Regions from separate parts of the Hordeum vulgare genome. Here region 1 is linked to region 2. The links are chromatin contacts, called in public Hi-C maps. All regions are on one chromosome and are shown on one strand. The core of a region is the stretch at or near the end of the contact, and the rest is flanking DNA. Distances in the headings are between cores, read along the strand shown. Region 1 has its middle 34 kb from the start of LOC123440519. Region 2 has its middle 68 kb from the start of LOC123444865.

Evidence for each region. A called contact is a pair of places that touch in the nucleus more often than the background predicts.
Region 1: a Hi-C map of leaf shows a contact between it and region 2, with 3 times the contacts expected there. The contact joins two enhancer-like sites. A contact is called at or near these places in 2 of 6 Hi-C or Micro-C datasets (leaf and seedling).

Annotation. Positions count from the first base shown.
Region 1 is chr3H:545,185,992-545,192,241 of MorexV3_pseudomolecules_assembly, reverse strand. No RefSeq gene overlaps it. Among protein-coding and RNA genes, the nearest start is that of LOC123440519, 34 kb to the left of the region's middle. Within about 2 kb of position 2,466, at least 3 of the 3 cell types and tissues checked have open chromatin away from gene starts, as enhancers often do. A contact at or near this core is called in leaf and seedling, where this site is marked.
Region 2 is chr3H:544,929,647-544,935,642 of MorexV3_pseudomolecules_assembly, reverse strand. No RefSeq gene overlaps it. Among protein-coding and RNA genes, the nearest start is that of LOC123444865, 68 kb to the left of the region's middle. Within about 2 kb of position 2,857, at least 3 of the 3 cell types and tissues checked have open chromatin away from gene starts, as enhancers often do. A contact at or near this core is called in leaf and seedling, where this site is marked.

The DNA.
Region 1 (6,250 bases), core at 1,217-3,716, 260 kb before region 2:
AAGCAGAAAAGGGAGAAAGAAACAGAAGAAAATTTATTAGATTTCTCTGAAACAAGAAAAAAGCTGGGTCCGCCCAGTTAGTACGAGCACCTGTGTGTTGCAGCTCTTCCCTCCAGCAACGAGGGCCACCCCTGACTGCTATCTGCCGACGCACAGGGCGACCCACAAATGGGCTGGCCGAGTAGGCATACGGCAACTGTAGCTTCTTTTTTTTCTCCATATTTTGTTTTTCTTTTTCGGACGTTTTTCTTGCCGTTTTACTTTTTAATGAAAACTAACAAATGTTGAATTTATTAAATCCTTTTTGAAAGCTTGAATGTTCTTTAAAACAGGGAACAAATTTGAAAACAAGAATAATTTTTCAAAGAATGAACATTTTTTTAATCTTAAGAACAAAATTTTAAACTAAGATGCTTTTTGAAAAATTGAGAACAGATTTAGGACCGCGAACAAAATTTTCAAACACGAACATTTTTTGAATTTTAAGAACAAAATATTGAAACAGAGAACAATTTTCAAAGCCCCGAACAAATTTGGAAGCATGAATAAGTTTTTAAAAGCGTCACAGTTTTTGAAAATTTGAGAACAAATTTTGAAAATGAGAGCAAATTTGGAAAATACTGAACAAATTCAGAAACGTCAACATTTTTTGAAAATATGAATATATTTTAGTTTTTGAGAACAAATTTCGAAAATCAAGAAGATTATGTGAAAAATCATTTTAAATATATCAGAACATTGTTTTTAAAGCCAGAACATATTTATAAAAACAACTACATTTCTAGAATTTGACGAATAATTTTCAAAAATGCCCAACATTTTTTGAAAATTCAGAACATTTTTTGAAAATCCAGAACATTTTTGAAAAAAACAGACACATTTTTCAAATTTGAAGAACATTTATTGAACACTCGGTACATTTTTCGGAAATTGTGAACATTTTTTGAAAATTAAGAACATTTATTGAAAATCAAGAACGTTTTTTTCAAAATCCAGAACATTTTCCTGGCAAAATCAGAAATATAATTTGAGGAACATTTTTCTAATAAATTAAAACATATCTCGCATTTCAAGAACAATATTTAATATCCCGAACATTTTGTGAAAATTAAGAACATCTTTTGAAATTGTAGTACATTTTCTTTAAATCCGGAACAATTTTTTCTAAGAAGTGAAAAGATTTTTCGAATTTGAATAACAGTTTTTGAAAACCCTGAACATTTTCTGAAATTTCTGAACATTTTTTACAAATTCCTGAACAATGTTTGGAAAATAGCAGAAACATTTGCCGAATTGGAAGAACATTTTTTGAGAATCCAGAACATTTTTTAGAATGAAAAACAGAAACAGAATTGGAAGAACATTTTTCGAAAACCCAGTACGTTTTTGAAAATCGAGAACATCTTTCTAACAAATATTTTTTTTTTTAATTTGAAGAACAATTTTTGAAAGTGCTGAATTCTTTTTGAAAATCCAAAATATTTTTTGAAATTCTTGAACATGTTTCAAAAATCTAGAATATTTTTTCAAAAATCCAGAACATTTAAAAAAAATTAAACATATATTCAGAATTCGAAGAATTATTTTTGTAAATCCCGAACAGTTTTTCAAAATTCAGAATATTTTCTGGAAATCCAGAACCATTTTTTGAAAAAAAGCTGGAAATATTTTCGGAATTTGAAGTTCTTTTTTGAAAAATCCCAATCATTGTTTGAAAATTCAGACCAAATTTTGAAAATCGCAAGTTTTTCTTGAACAAAAGCAAAACAGAATTTGAAGAACGTTTTTTCGAAACCCAGTACATTTTTTGAAAATGGAGATCATTTTTCTAAAATCTAAAATATTTTTCGTATTTGAAGAATAATTTTTTAAAATGCCAGACATTTTTTGAAAATCCAGAACATTATTTGAAAAGCCACATCATTTTTGAAACAGAAACAGAAAAAAGAACCAGGAAAGGATAAAGAAAAAAAAGAAAGAAAAGTCGGTTCAAGGAACCTTTAGAAAGTACCCAAACCCGAAAAAACCGGCTAGGAAAGTTTAAGGGCCTGATTGGATTGGCGTATGAGAGAGTCATATCCTTGTAAAATATACAGACCTTCATTGGTCGTTTTTGTTTCTAGTTAAAAATCAAGTACGATCGGTATCCTAACAGGTGTATAAAAATCAAGTGGGATCGGTATCCTAGCAGGTGTATAAGGTTTCTAGTTAAAATATACGGAGTAGACCTGTAAAATAAATATAGGTGTATAAAGATACACCTGAACCAAACAGGCCCTAAAAGATATACAAAATCGGGATCGTAGTGGGCAGGCCCATATCGTGTCGCTCCCTCGTCATCCGTGTGCGAAGTCCCGACATCTTAGCGGTAAATAGTATTTTCCAGGTAAGAGCTTCCATAGGATCACAGCCGTCCCAACGTTTCCCCGCGCTAAGCACAAAACATACGGGCCGGAGTATGCCTTGCTTTGTGCGAAACAAGAGGTCTGCTTGCCTACAAGGCTGGCCCAGTAACCATGTCGGTTTGTCACGTAGACACCACCGACATGTATTTGTATATTTGACACATTTCTTCATATTATATAAATACTCAATACATATATTGCTTTTTTCAAAGTGTTCATTGATTTTTTAATTCAATGTTCAGAAAATTATCCCTCAACTTTTAGAAAATATTTGTACCATTAAAACAATGTATGTGACAATTAAGAGTTATATGCGTTTATAAAAATGGATGTGCTATTTTTACAAAATGGTATGCACTGTAAGAACAAAAGACTCGTCTAACTAAAAAAAATTCGGGCCTTTAAAAATAAGTATGTTACATTGAAAAAAGTGCATGCATCTCAAAAATATGATTGTGACATTTATAAAAAAATCTAAAACATAAAAAATATTGCATAATTTAAAAACATGTTCATATCAATAAAATTTAAGTGTGTATTTGAAAAATGTTTAGCACGCATTACAAAAATGTTCAAAGGTATGTATTAAACAATGTTAGTCATGTATTTAGAAAGAATGAAATGTGTATAAAAACATTTTAGATGTATACAAAAAACATGCAATGTGGTTGAAAAATGCAGGCATCAAAACATATATTTGAAAAAAGTTAATTATGCATTTGAATTTTGTTTTAAATGTAAAAATATCCCTGATGTATATGAAAAGTTAACCATGTGTATGAATATATTAGCATTGCTTTGAAATAAAAGAGAAAATAAAATAAAATATTGATGAAAACTGGTGAAAATTAAGAATGGAAAAACGAATAGAAAAAATGGAAGAAAACGAAATATAAAATATAAATAATAAGGAAAAGTCAAAGAAAACCATATAACAACTGAAGATAACCAAAGAAAACCAATCCAAAAACAATGAAAAGACGATAAACAAAACGAGTGAGAAGCACGACTGATATAGTACTTCGTCGTTTGAGTAGCGTGGTATGAGAGGTGTGACCTACTTACATCTTGGAATGGGCGAGAAGTCGCTCCTACGGAACATGAGGTCTCATTGATGGAGCGTCATATAGCCTTGTTAGTTTGTCATTGAAGGGATGCCTTACTTCGTAATAGTCCGTTGATAGGAGCTTTGATGCCGTAGCGATGTGTGTGGATGTTGGGCTATATAATATCCCTTTTGAGTGGTCTGCTCTTGTGACCATTTTAAAAGGTTTGTGAGTGTCTTTATGCACCGAGTTAGGAGCTTTATTAACAAACTAACATACAGTTACAATCAACTCGTAGGAAAGAAATAAGAAACTCGCTCCGATCTCCTCTAATTCCTTCAAGCTAGGCGCTGAAATCGATCGTGAATTGCTACGCGACTTGCATAGATTGACCAACTCCAAGCAGTCAACCTTCATTATAACATGTGAATAACCACGAAGTTGAGCGAAGATCATGCCTTCATGAAGAGCTAATTATTCAGCTGTGAACGGGTCTGACACACCTTGTAAAGGTTTGCTCCATCATCCAAGGAATGCCAGGTGTGATCGAGCCCCTCCTCCCGCTCCTCCCATCATGCCATTGACATTTAACACCCCATCAGTATTGATAGTAACCAATCCGGGTTCAGAGGTCTCCACTTCTGGTTGGATATCATCTTTTACACGAAGATGGTAGTTCCAAAGTTGCTAAAGAGGTAATATCACCGATAGTCATAGAACTGCGCTCCATGTTCAGTTTTGGTGGTACAAATATAAAAATACGAATTTATGGTCATATAACTTGACGTCGCGTGTAAATATGGTGCTTTCTTTCATATTTGGTCATATGTGTTGGAGAGTGGTTTTGGGCCTAAGGGAAACCCTCCAAGAACCGTGGTTCGAACAATGGGGACTTTGCCCGCTATCTCATGACCCGACGTGACCTTGGAGAGACTACGAATGATCGCTGCTTGGGAGGACACACAGAGGACACGACGGGGACACATAGAGCTACCCAGGTTTGGGCCACCAAGTGGTGTAAAACCCTACTCTTGGTTGTGTCGAATTGCTCTTGTGGTTATCCGCAAGTGTTACAATGTGGAGGAAGGTGGAAATGGCCGACCAACATCCAACCTTGTCTATGGTAGCAACTTTGTCCCTCTTATAGTTGCCTTGGTCTTCTTCTCTAAAAATATTGGCAGGAAAGGGTTGCCACACAACAACAATTCGAAGGGGGACACACGCTCAGTATTATCTTGACAAACGATGGTCTTCGCCTGCCAAAGGCGTCGTCCATGACGCACTGGTGGGCTCGCCAGTGATGTCCATCCCAACACGCAGCGTCACCGTGGCATTCTTGCACCAAAATAGCAAGTCTTGGGACTCGCTAGCACGATCTCTGCTGTCCTTGCCTATGAGGGCACGTCACCCATGTGGTGGGCACACAATCACATGACCCGCTCCGCGCAGCCCCTCCATTCGGAGGGCCTCGCTGGAGGCTGCCTTGCGAGGCTGCCAGCTGCTGAAGATGATTGCCTTGAAGAGCCCCTCTTAAAGATAGAGGCCTCATGAGGCCAAGTCCTTGTGAGGTGTTCTGCGCTTGTGGCACTCTTTTCTATGCCGCCTCCGGAATTGACCCTATGGACGTTGCTTCCTGGGCCACACGCAAAAGGGCCATGGTACCCTGGTTTTCACCGGACCGACAATATGGCTTTCCCATATGGCGCGCTGGCACAACACATGCGCACGTGACATTGGCCGGAGGCAGACTTTTTGTGGATAACTACCTAGAAATTTATTTATTTGCATATAAAATCCCTCAATCAATGAAAAAAGTTACAACCGCTCATGGTTCACGTCTAACCTGCACACTGAAATTTATATATCCTTTGAAGATCTTACGATATCCTTTAGGCATTGCGATCTAAGTATGTGCCTCGTTAATTCACTAAAGATAAACCCTATTTATGTTTCTTATAGCTAGCTAGATATAAGAGTTCCCTTTGTTGTATAGTTTCAAAATTACGAGCCCCAAGGCTAGCCAGGTGTATATAAAGTTACTTTTGTGGGGAAGCTATATTTAAAGTTAGATAATGTGTGTAAATTTGTAATCGTAGTTACCCTCTTAGTATCTAGGAGTATAGTAAGTAATCTTATGCTACCTTGCGATGAAAGGTTTCACTATTTGTAAAGAAAAGCTTTTAGAAGAATTAAATATAGTTTTTTCTTTTGAAAAGAAGGCAAAATATAGTTTTTGGTGGACATGACATAAGAACTGACAACATAAATAATATTTAGTCCTTTAAAACATCACGTATAAGCCTAGTTTGGTGGTAAACCCATATACATGTGAGTTTCCATCAGAATGTCAGAGGTTCGAACCATAGTGCTCCCATAAGCTTTTGAAAATATAGTTTGTGCGATCAATATTGACTAAATATATGCAAAGTAAGTTATGCAGGTTAGTTGTAACACATGATATTTCCAAGCTCAGGCTGCCCATCGCAAGCGAATCAATAGGATTTCCTCACTCGAAAAGGAAGATGACCAGGTTTTCACCGAACCTCATGAAGTGAAGGAAGAGATAGCTTGTTTCTACCAGGCTTTGTATCAATCGCAGGGGTATGGACCAATGGAGGAATTACTTGTGTGTGTAGCTCCTCGAGTTGCATATGACATGAATGATTTACTTGAAAAAGATTACTTGGTCGATGACATATCTCGTGCCGTGTTGGATTTTTTGAATGGGGGGAGAACTACAATTGGGACTGAATGACACTGCCATCACCTTAATCCCCAAGGTACGAAACCACAAAAAAA
Region 2 (5,996 bases), core at 1,608-4,107:
ACCAATCAAACAAAAAAGAAAAGGGGAAAAGGAAAAAAACACGGAAAAACCAAATAAAAATGAAGAAACAAAAAGAAAAAAAGTAAAACATAAAAAGAAGGTAAACATGCTAAAACCCTACTCCTTTTTCTTCTAGTAGGCCGCGCTCTTTACGGTGTACAATAAGTGTCGAGTGTGGCGTGGTGGTTAGCAGCGCTGAGAAGCAACTAGCTGACCCCAGAATTGGTTGTTCAAAAAAAAAAGGCTGACCCCAGAATTGATCCCCCGCTAGCATCATTTTAACTCAGTCGCTGCGTAAACTGGAGGGCGCTCTGGACATTTGGCGAGCACGGACAGAAATATACTAGACATTTGGTGAGCACGGACAGAAATATGCAGCTCCAAGAAAAGAAACGGTTATTTTAGGGGACGCGGCAATATGCAGGATATGCTAGAGATGCTTTTATTACGCAACCTTACCAATACCACATGTTTGCTATCTGACCTCCAAAAAAAATCTGAGCTTCTGGAGCATGGAAGGTTCTAGAAACGATGCCTCACTGACACTACCTGCAGATATCAGAAGAGTGTGAACAGGGGAGACCCATCAGAATACACACGAGCTGCACACTTGCACATTGGACTTGGACAGCCAACGAGGATAGATGCGAGATGTAAAGCAGCAAGGTGATTGGTGCGTGGTGCACCCCGAGACCAGCCAGGGCCTCACCTCACGGGTGGCGTTTAACCGCGGCGGCCGGGGAGGATAAGTGCAGGGATACGGTTGCGAGATGGAAGGAGACTTGCGGTGGCGCTGCGTCGCTGGCGATTTCTCACCGACGGCGTCCCTGTCGAGCGGCAGCGGAGACTAGGCGCGCGGACCTGTGTCACTTGAAAAGCCAACTGATAGCGCCATCAAAAAGACCTTGGCTCTTTTCGCATCAGTTACACGGTCAGGTTATCAAGTGCACTCCTTGATCTTCGCAGCCACCGGGTATGAGGCGTTGTCATGAATTTGTTGGCATGCTCACGTTGTGGTGCGTACGGTGCCCACGGGTTTTAGAAATTCAGAACCACCACATGATTAGTCGCTGCTGCTTGCGAAAAGTGGTTATATAGTTAAAGCATCCTGAACAGCGGCGCTAAAATATCAAGTGCTAAAATAGTTTTACAGTGTCATTGTAGCACTTTTAGCGCGTCGCAGGTAATATTGGTTTTTTTTTTTTTTTGCGGAAGGGGTAATATTGGTTGTTCACATTGTACAAAAACGCGTGCTTAAAAAAACACGCAGTGTAAATTATGAAACGCGCGTGGTCTGACGTCTTAAATTTGTGGCGTGCGATAGCGTTTTTTTAACGTATGTCCAAAAACTTTTTAACACGCGCACTATTTTATAACATCCGCTGAAGCGTATCTGATGACAAAAAATGGTTTTTAACGTGCAGAATAGTTTTTGGCATTTGGTGAAGATGTTCTTAAGTAGGATGACTTGTACGGACACCGTTAGAAATTTGCCAGAAAACAGTGTTGGATACAATGTGCTTATGCAGCTCTACCTCTTTGCGAAAATATGGTTAGTGAGCACAATAGAAGAAGCTACTTCCTTTGTCCTAAGATGAATATTAAAAAAATCAATGTTAAGTTAATACAAATATAACATTAAGACAATGATATTTATTCTAGGACGAATGAAGTATTAAACTAGTAGTAACCCTCTACCTTCAATCAGTGTCAAACTGTTAATTTAATCATCAAGTAGGCTCCTAAATCCTAATGCTCTACCCGTCTACTCGACCGAATCTCCTCCAAGTTCACCATGTATTAGGCCAATAGATTAGATAATCTGGATTATAAAGGTAGATTATCGGTTTATAAAAATAATCTAAGTGAGCATGTTTGGAGGCCAGATTATATAAACTGTAATCCATGTTTTATATTGCATAATGACATGTTTGCCCTCTGTTTTTTTAAAAGAAGAGAGTGGCGGTGGCAGAAATGTAATTATCTCCAACTTTACAAAGGTAATAGGTCATTAGCAATCCATCTAGTTTTTATAATCTAGACCATAATTTGTCATGTTTGGAGACACAATAGATAATAAAAACTGAATTGTATAATCTGAGTGGTTCCAAACAAGGCCTTAATCCCAGCCGGACCCCCTACTCTCTATAAACGCGTGTAACATCCGCGCGACCAGTGTCCGGTTAAAAAAGTGAATCAATCAGACACCTTATTTGGTCTCTATACATCCGAACTGACGGACATTTCTTAAACTTGACACAAATATAAAAACGATACGAGGATGCCCGGTTACGCCCGGATGCATAGTGGAAGTCATGGCCTATAAACAAGCACTTCAGGTGGCGGTTGACAGGAATTTTCAACGTGTCATGTAGAGCTAGATAGCAAGGAGGTGGTGCGGCAGATTAACCAATCCTCCAATAATTTATCATCGCTGGAACACTGGGTACGGGAGATCAAGGAGCTGTTAAGATTAAGGTTGGAAGCCAAGGTAACATGGGTCCGTCGATCTGAGAATGGTGCTGCGCACAAGCTTGCTAAAGTTGCTGTAGGTGACAATAGGTCACAGATTTGGGTGGTTGTACCACCAGACTTCCTTTTAAGTGTAATTTCCCATGAGATTTCTAGTGCGAGTTAAATAAAAAGCGGCACTATTTCCCCTAAAAAAAACCATACTGTTTTTTTTTTAAATGTAAACCATACTGTTAGTCATGCCTTAGAGCGACGCTGCTGTCGTTTACCTACCTAACTTGAACCGTTCATGTACGTCGCCATCGCGAGAGAAAAAAAATCTTGGTCTGAACGGAGGAGAACCACGGTGGGGACTTGTACGGTCCATGTCGCGAGATACATGTGCTGATATGTGGACAGCTGTTCGAGGTATGTACAATCGTTCTAATTTTGCATCTAAGGTAGTACTACGTACACCACTCATGTAGCCAAACTATAAAATGGAATATTTGCAGATATTTCATTTTACAATTCCGTTGTGCGATGTGTGTTCTGCCGGCGCCCGTGTCGGTTCGTATATCAGATGCGGTTTTATCTGAATTTAACACATATGCACGTATTCAAAACTATTAATTTGTAATATAAAAAATATGAATATTATAATACAATAATCATTCAAATTACAATAATTATTCAAATCACCAAAGCAAACTAAATAATTCAATATAAAACTTGTTCCGAATACAAATCACATATAAATTAAATAAAAATGAATGGAAAAATAGAATGTGTTACTCTCCAGCCCTTTGTCAATGGTGCTCAATGAGATTCTCCTTAAGCTGAAAGTGGATGTTTGCATTTTCAATCTTCTTGTAGGTCTGAAGGAAAGCTTTAATGCGGTTAGGGTCTCTAACTAGTTTGACATGGCTATCCACATTGTCTCAGAAGAACTTCAAGTTCATGTCTTTCTCATCTTTAATAATTATATTGTGAAGAATAACACAATATGTCATGATATTTTTCAAGGATAGTTTGTCCCAAAATGAGCAAGGCCATGAACAATGGCAAATCTAGATTGCAAAAACCCGAATGCTCTTTCAATGTTTTTTCGTGTTGCCTCTTGTGCCCTTGCGAATTCACACGGTTTACTGGTTTGGGGTCTTTGATGCTCTTGACAATTATGCACCAAGAAGGGTATATACCATGTGTAAGATAGTACCCCTTTGTGTATTCATGTCCATTGATAGTGCAGTTGCAAGCAGGAGCATCACCACTACCAAGCCTAGCAAACGAATGAGACTCTTGCAACACATTGATATCATTGAGAGTACCCGGCATACCGAAAAAGCAATACCAAATCCATAAATCCTCGGATATTACGGCCTCTAACACAATTGTTGTATCACGAGACTTGCCACAGTACATTCCCTGCCATGCCATTGGACAATTTTTCAAGTCCAATGCATACAACCTATGCTTTCTAGCATGTTAGACCAACCTTTTCTGTCATTAGATGCCATCAAATTTTTTGTGTCTTCCTTGTTGGTTGCCCGAAGATATCTAAGACCAAAGACACGGATGTTCACTTTGGCAAACCTATGCACTAAATCAATTGTAGTATCTTCACCAATGCAAACGTACTCATTGGCATAGTCAACCGGAATGCCGTATGCAATTGCCCGCGTAGATGCCGAGATTTTTTGATATGCACTAAATCCCTTCAAGCCCGCGACATTTCTTCTTTGAGTAAAATACCAACAATTGGCCTCGCAAGCTTGAACAGTTTTCACAAAGAGGGATCAACGCATTCGGTACCTTCTCCGGAAGAGGTGCGACGGATATGTTGGATTGTCCGTGAAGTAGTTTGCATCAACATCTCGTTCCCGAGATGGCGATTTCGAGGAATGCAAAGACGACCAACGGTCGATCCTTGCCACCCCTTTTAGTTCTCGTCTTCGTGCTCCTTCACGGCAAGGGTCATCACCAACGTCTGCTGGCGATAGTTGAGAAGCAGCGTCTCAACATTCGAGTCATTCGAATAGGACAAATCGTCGAGCAAAAACTTCTCGCACGGGATCAATTCCATCTAAATTTACAAATACGCGCACCACGTTAACCAAGTATGCATACCGCTCGCCACAAGCACAAGTACAAACTCACTGGCTGCTCGGGGGCAGTGGCTCTCCAGCAGTGGATCGACGGATCCGGGGAGCCAGTACAACGGCTCGGTGGAAGAGCGTAAGGGCGCCCCCGCGGCGTGATTCCGCGTGCAGATTTGGCCGGAATTGTCGGCGGCGGACGGGCGGAACCAATGGCGGGCGGCGGTGGAAGGGGGTGGGGAAATGGCGCGGGCTGAAATGTCCCTCCCGCCAACCGCTTCCTGGGATACGAGGCACCGTACGGGCGAGGCGGAAACCTGCATTTTAGCGGGTTGGGGATGGGATTTTACCGCGCCCCTCAAAAATATTTATGGGTCGGACGCGATTGCGGGGGTCTGGTCGGGCATCATTTTACGCGCCGACACGTATTTTGGCGGTTATTTTTGCGGGTCGCGGCTTTAAACGGGATCTGCTAGAGATGCTCTAAGAGCATCTCAACCGGACCCTTCAAACCCTCTCAAACATTTGGGTATGTCGTGCGGTCACTGCTCGGTCACAAATATTCGACTCAGACGGGCCTCTCGAACGGACCTCAAACGTCCGGACTGACCGGCTCCCCCATATGCAGCCCAAATACGGGGCGGATATGGGGGAGCCCGAACACACCCGCGCACGCGCGTCATGTCAGACCCGACAACCCGATGCTACCGCAGATTGCACCAAATCCACCCCACAGAATTGCTGGATTCATTTCCTATTTTCCTCTCTTCTTCCTTCCGTGTCGTTTGTCTCGCAGCTCCGCTGCCGCGTGCGATCCGTCGCCTAGTAGCATCTGCCACCCCGGTCGCTCGGTCGATGGATCATCTCTCATGACCCGTCCGCGCAGGACGTCGTCGGTGGCTCGAAAGACACCGCGATACGTCCGACAACTCTTTGGTTGTGCCTTGCGCCGAATGTGTTCAACATAATGTGTGACCGAGTTTGTTGGTGAAATTTTTATGGGAAACCATGGATTCCGATGCTTCGTCCGACGAGGAGTATGGACCGACGGAGCTTGATCAACTGATTCAAGATGAGTTTTCTAATTCATTGGATTTGGACGAAGAAGTGGACATGATGATGTTGATGAGCATGCAAGAGGAAATGAACCAAAAAGTGAAGTATATTCTCAATTTCAAGGGTCAATCAAAGGGAGAAGAATCATCAATCGGGGTAGGGTATCGGGAGCAAAGCTAGTGCAGAAGGATTATTTTGATCTGGAACTAACTTTCCCGGATGATACATTTTTCGTCGTCGTTTTCGCATGCGAAAACCATTGTTTTTACGCATTGTAGAGGGAGTGGAGGCACACGATGACTACTTCAAGCTCACAAGGGATTGTTGCAGTCAACTCTCTTTCTCTGCCAAGCATAAGTGCATGACTTCTATGAGGATGCTTGCACTTGG